Linked DNA regions of Macaca mulatta: region 2 is linked to region 1. A link is a contact called in public Hi-C data. All regions are on one chromosome and are shown on one strand. The core of a region is the stretch at or near the end of the contact, and the rest is flanking DNA. Distances in the headings are between cores, read along the strand shown.

Region 1 (2,700 bases), core at 106-2,605:
CTTTGTGATTTTTTGCAAAGGATTTTGTACCCATACACACCTATACATAAACATTGTATCTGAGCAACATGTGTTTGCCAAACTTTCTGAAATGGGCAAGTTGATCCTTTCTTCTTCTTTATGAGTAAATTTATCTATGTAAAATACCATCATGGAGGTGTTCGTGTATTTTAAGAGTTGCTAGTATTAAAGTGATTGGTTACTTGAAAATCATTTCATGCTTAGATGAAAGCCCCAGGTACCTACGTGTGGTGGACATGAGAAAAGTCTAATCTCATGGTGCTGTAAGTAAAAAGCTTCTTTTATTCTGGTTTATATGGGATGAAAATAACTGCCAATCTTTTGTTGACATCACTGTAAAATGAGAGGAGAGGATTGGCATATCTCTAGTGCCTAAGGAGTGTTGGGAATCACTGAATCACCTGAGAACTACATGTACCCAGCTTTAAATATTGCTTTTTTTCCTGTGCCCTAGCCGCATTTTTATAATCTTTAAAGAGTCTTAATCTGTGCATATTATACTGTGTGCTTTGTTCACTTTGATTGCTCATTTTTGGACTGCTAACTTGACCCTTGAATGGAGCTAATGGAATAGACTCAGGTGGAAAATTCCACTAAATCGGAAAGTTTTTTTTAGTGCATAAGTCTACTTTTGTTTTGTTTTTCATACTGCTTATTCTTTATTTTCTAGCAAGTCTTAGAATTTTATGTATCTACATTGATTGTAGTGGGATACAACATGAATATTTGCTTATCATGAATATTTTGATGTCAGTGACTTTTAATTATCCCTGTTTTCCTACATTGGAAATATGATAGTAGGGAGAGGCATTCTGTTGTGATATTAGATTCTTTTTAAATTCCTGGTTGGCAGAAATTAGCTGTCCAAAGGCAAGAACTGGTGTTGGTGTGGATAAACTGGATGACACTATGCTATATTTATTTCAGTTTGAGACCATTAAGTTCACAAACATCAGTATGTGAAACTTTTATGTGAATTGCTATTGATTTGGGGGAATACCATATTTCAGATGATCATTTTCAGCTCTTAGAAACATCTGTCAGATGATTGGGATGATTCTCTTAGTCTTTGAGGCCGTAAGTGCAGTATGGCCAGAATATTCATTTTGTCCTGTTCACCATCACTAATAAACATAGGTCTTGTTCTGGAGATGAATAAAAAACTGCCCTTTGCATGTGATTTGACTGTTACATATCTTATGTGTGTGACAGAACACAAAGTATTTTTAAAGACTTAAAACTTGAAAGTGATTTTTTTCCCTTTGCTAGTATGCTACAAATGACAGTCTCTTCACCATCTGTGTTCATGCTCTTTCTTTGGTATCTTTTCAAGCAACATGTTTTGCAACTAAAAATGAGCCGTGGCAGTTTAATTCGAGGCAACTCATTTCATCCTATTCTGGCTCTGACTACTTTCTTCACTAACTTAGGAGGAGATGCTGCTGCTTTTAGGCTGACAAGCTTGTATTTGTGGTTAACTTAATCATGCTCCCTGGAGAAACCTATGATGATTCCCCCAGAACTCTTGACCCTGCTTCCTAGGTTGTCTTCCACTCCTGTCTGTCTAACTTGAATTCACACCTGAAGGAAACCCTGGGCAAAGACATCAGGAAGCTCCTTCCTTAGCTGAGCACCCACCGAATAACTACAAATTTTAACTTTACCCTAATGTTCCTGTGTTTGATAGCATCCTCCTTCTACTTAGGGTCTGTGTGTTAGTAATGCCATTACTAATATAACTATTCATGGCTCCCACCTTCCCAATTTGTTGGAATTGAGGAATCTCAAATATTTGCCTTTTGATACTAATAAATTTTTTTACCAGGTAGTAACAATACTAACAGATAATTTCATTTTTGGAGAAAGTTTAAATTTTTTTCTAAAAGCAAGTGTTTTGAGAGCTGTTGATTTTGACTAGTCAGTGATATCAAATGTGTCCCAATGTGGTCCTTTAATGGGAACAGAATTAGGACAGTATGTTGTTTTTCAGAGACTAAAAAATCACCATGTAGAAGAGAATTATGAATCACATCTGTAATTGCAGCACTTTGGGAGGCCGAGGTGGGCAGATCGCATGAGCCCAGGAGTTTGAGACCAGCCAGACATGGTGGCAGATGCCTGTAGTCCCAGCTACTCTGGAAGCTGAGGCATGAGAATTGCTTGAGCCTAGGAGGCTGAGGTTTCAGTGAGCTGACATTGTGCCACTGCACTCCAGCCTGGGTGAGAAAGCAAGGCTGTCTCAAAAAAAAAAAAAAAAAAAAAAAAAAGAGAGAGAGAGAGAGAGAATTATGGAAATCATTTCGTTTTTTGCTAAGGCTTTTGAAAAATCTCTTGAATTTAAGTTCCAATCTAGAATTTATTCAGAAGACTCCTGAATATTGTTCCACAGCTTCTTGCTTCTGTCATAACCGCCAGAAAATACAAGTATAATTTCTTTAGCATTTGTTTAGGATATTTAAGTATATTTTACTCCAAAGGACAACTTTTATAGGATTTATTTAGTTAAAGCTATTAAGTCTGTATGTGCGATGCAAGAGATGTGCATGTGGGCATTTGTTTCATTGCAAAAAATCCTTCACCTTGAGCAAAACTGCTGTAGTCTTGGTTTGGGAAAATGTTTTAAAAAGTGCTCTCTGCCTGGTTGTCATTCCTGGAGTTACATTCCACTTAGCATGATCT
Region 2 (2,700 bases), core at 25-2,524, 310 kb before region 1:
TTCCTGGCGAGCCCCCTCCCCGAAAGTACCGCGGCGACAGGCACACGCCGAGGAAGTCTTTGTGTACGTGTGTGTGTGCGTGCGTGTGGAGCGCTGTGCCAGGCGGAATGGAAACTACAGGCAGCCTCTGCTGATGGGCACAAACTCCCGTGCTCTTGCCACGGGGTTCGTGCACAACAAAAATGAGACATCGTCACACACACATTGAAACACACACACACACACACGCCCGCAGGAAAACACACCGAGGCATCCATAACTTAAAGCACCCCGCACCCCCCAACTAAAAGCCCCAGGCGATCGGCGAGGCCAGTCGAACCGAGACCCCGCAACACACTTTCAAGAGCCAAAGTGGCTCCAAAGTATCTCCCACCTCCCCCTCAAAAATGAAATTCAGAAAGGCAGGGCGGCGGGCGGACAGCCGCCGAGCCTCGGCTCGCGCTCAGCACCCCCCGGCGCTGGGGCAAAGTTGCGTGCGGCCCCGCCGCTGTCAGCCCCGCACACTCCGGCTGACACACGCGCGCCGCGGAGAACGCACCATCGTAGCGGCCGCGGCGCTTTGCGGAGGTGCGGCCGCCGAGGCTGCTCGCCGCGTCCCCGGACTGTGCCCGCAGCTCCCGGCAGCGGCGACTGAAATATGGCTGAGTTATTATTCGCCTCCTTCCACCGTGAGTGTGTGTGTGAGTGCGCGCGTGTGAGCGAGAGGGAGTGTGTGAGTGCGCTTCTTGTGATTGCAAAGAGGCGAGGAGGGAGGGAGGCGCGGGGGGTGGAGGGGCGAGTGTGAGCGTGTGTGAGTGTGTGTGTGTCTGTGTGTGCGCGCGCGCCGGGGGGGTGGGGGAGGAGGGGAGCGGAGGCTGAGGGAGAGGCGGCAGCTCCCTGCAAGCCGTACCAACCTTTCTCTAATTGGAACCGCGGAGCGCTGGCGCTGTCTGGGCTGCGGCGGCGCAGGGCGAGGAAGGAAAGTGGGGGAGGTCTTTTATTATTATTTTTGCGCGTACTTACCGAGCTAGCCATGCCTGGGGGCCCGGAGGTTTGCTGGGGTGTTGTGTGGTACCCCCCCCTCCTCCGCCCCCCCTCAGCTGTAATTCATGAAGAGGCTGCTATGAATGAGAGCGCGCCCAGGAGCGGAGGGTAGATGGCGGACATTCTCTGCCTTTTTCCCCCCGCGCTCGCTTGCTCGCTCGCTCGCTCGCTCGCTTATTAAACTCAGCCCCAAAAGCAAAAGCAGCAGCAGCAGCAGCAGCTCCAGGGTAAAGAAGATGATTCCGGAGCATGCGCCGTGGCGCCTGACACCCGGGCTCCGAGCCTCGCGGGGCGGAGGGAGGGCTTGCGGGCGGGGCGGAGCGCGCGGGGAGGCCGAGCGAGCGAGCCAGGGGGAGCTCGAAAGAGCCAATCACCTGCCACCTTCCGAAACCCCGGCGGCCCGCAGCGCCACACTGGAAAGCCTTGCTTAAAGTAACAGGTTCCTGCTGCGGGGGTGGCAGGGAGGGGGCGCGGGACTAGGGAGAGCGGCCAGCTGGGGAGCCATCCCAGCCCCTGTGTAAACTCTGCTCGCCCTACAATAAAAAACGGATTAAAACTGCTGGAATGTAGCCACTGCTTAGAGCCCCCAGCAGCCGGAGAAGGGGTGTTAAATCAAGTCCTTAGCTAGCACGCACGGGGAGGAGGGAGTGGGCTTTCTTTTACTTTCCACCACGTATTTCTATGGTTTTGTGCTGAAAAGACAAGAACTCACACCCAAACAAACTTATTTAAAGAGAGAGAGAGAAATGCTATCCTGCAAAAAACGAGCATGAAAATAGCAATCACTGAGGCTGTTCTAACCCGCAACGATCCCCTGGCCCCCTGCCCCATCCACTCACAGGCACCCGCCCACCACCCTCACTCCCCGCCCTCCTGCCACCGCCACTGAAAATTTGAAAATGAAATGAACAAGGGAGAAACAAGGATGCTATTTCCTTGCAAGGGAACGCCTTCCTCGTTGGTAATCCCCGGCTGGGAAGTTTCATAAAGCGGTGCCCAGGTGAAGGCAAGACACCTGGGGGTGCCAGGTACAGACCCTCGGGGACCAGGCTTGGAGTTGTTTTCTTCGGGAGGCTTCCCCTCCTGACAGCCTGCTGAGTTGCATCAGAACGTGGAGGATTTTCCTCTGAGGACGCGCGGGGCAACTGGGAGTCTTAAAATAACAGATAAAGTTAATACTGACTGTAATGTGCGTAAATTGGATTATAATCTTTAGGCGTATTGGTGACAGCCAGCGTAATCCATCTCTGGGTATTAATCCGGTTAGACTCCCCGGTGACAACCAGTCGCAGGAGCGTTCCCAGAGTCGCGCCTCTGCAAATGTTCTCACTCGCGTTGTATTTGGTCTCAGTGGCCGGAGACAGAACAGCGCGGCCACGCGTGGGGCGCGGCGAGGAGTATCAACTACTGGCTTCCTTTAGAAACGCAGACAACCTTTAAAAAGGAAACGGATAAGATCTAGACGTTTGATTTGAAAGTGAAAGATGGGTGTGACTTTGGTTCGTTAAACAAAGATCCTTGCATCTTCCTAGACCTTAGACCTCTTTTGCCGTCTCTTTTCTTTACTCCCCTTTTTCCCTCGCCTTCCAACTTCTTGCTGAACCTTGATTTTTCCTTCTCTTCTCCTTGCCTTTCCTCTTTGTCCCTCTTCCTCTTTCTGACTCAACTTTCTTGCTT

What was found. Hi-C and Micro-C count contacts between places; a contact is called where the count stands out from the background.
Region 2: a Hi-C map of fetal cortical plate shows a contact between it and region 1, with 5 times the contacts expected there. The contact joins the promoter of MLLT3 here to the enhancer-like site in region 1. A contact is called at or near these places in 8 of 14 Hi-C or Micro-C datasets (blood, cortical neurons, fetal cortex germinal zone and 3 more).

Annotation. Positions count from the first base shown.
Region 1 is chr15:78,273,171-78,275,870 of T2T-MMU8v2.0, reverse strand. All of the region lies in intron 27 of FOCAD (focadhesin), which reads left to right. Among named protein-coding and RNA genes, the nearest start is that of HACD4, 100 kb to the right of the region's middle. Within about 2 kb of position 1,355, at least 6 of the 40 cell types and tissues checked have an H3K27ac peak or open chromatin away from gene starts, as enhancers often do. A contact at or near this core is called in fetal cortical plate, where this site is marked.
Region 2 is chr15:78,584,517-78,587,216 of T2T-MMU8v2.0, reverse strand. MLLT3 (MLLT3 super elongation complex subunit) reads right to left here and starts at 1,274. Exons shown (of 11, transcript XM_001108646.5): 1 at 1,003-1,274. The coding sequence starts at 1,014.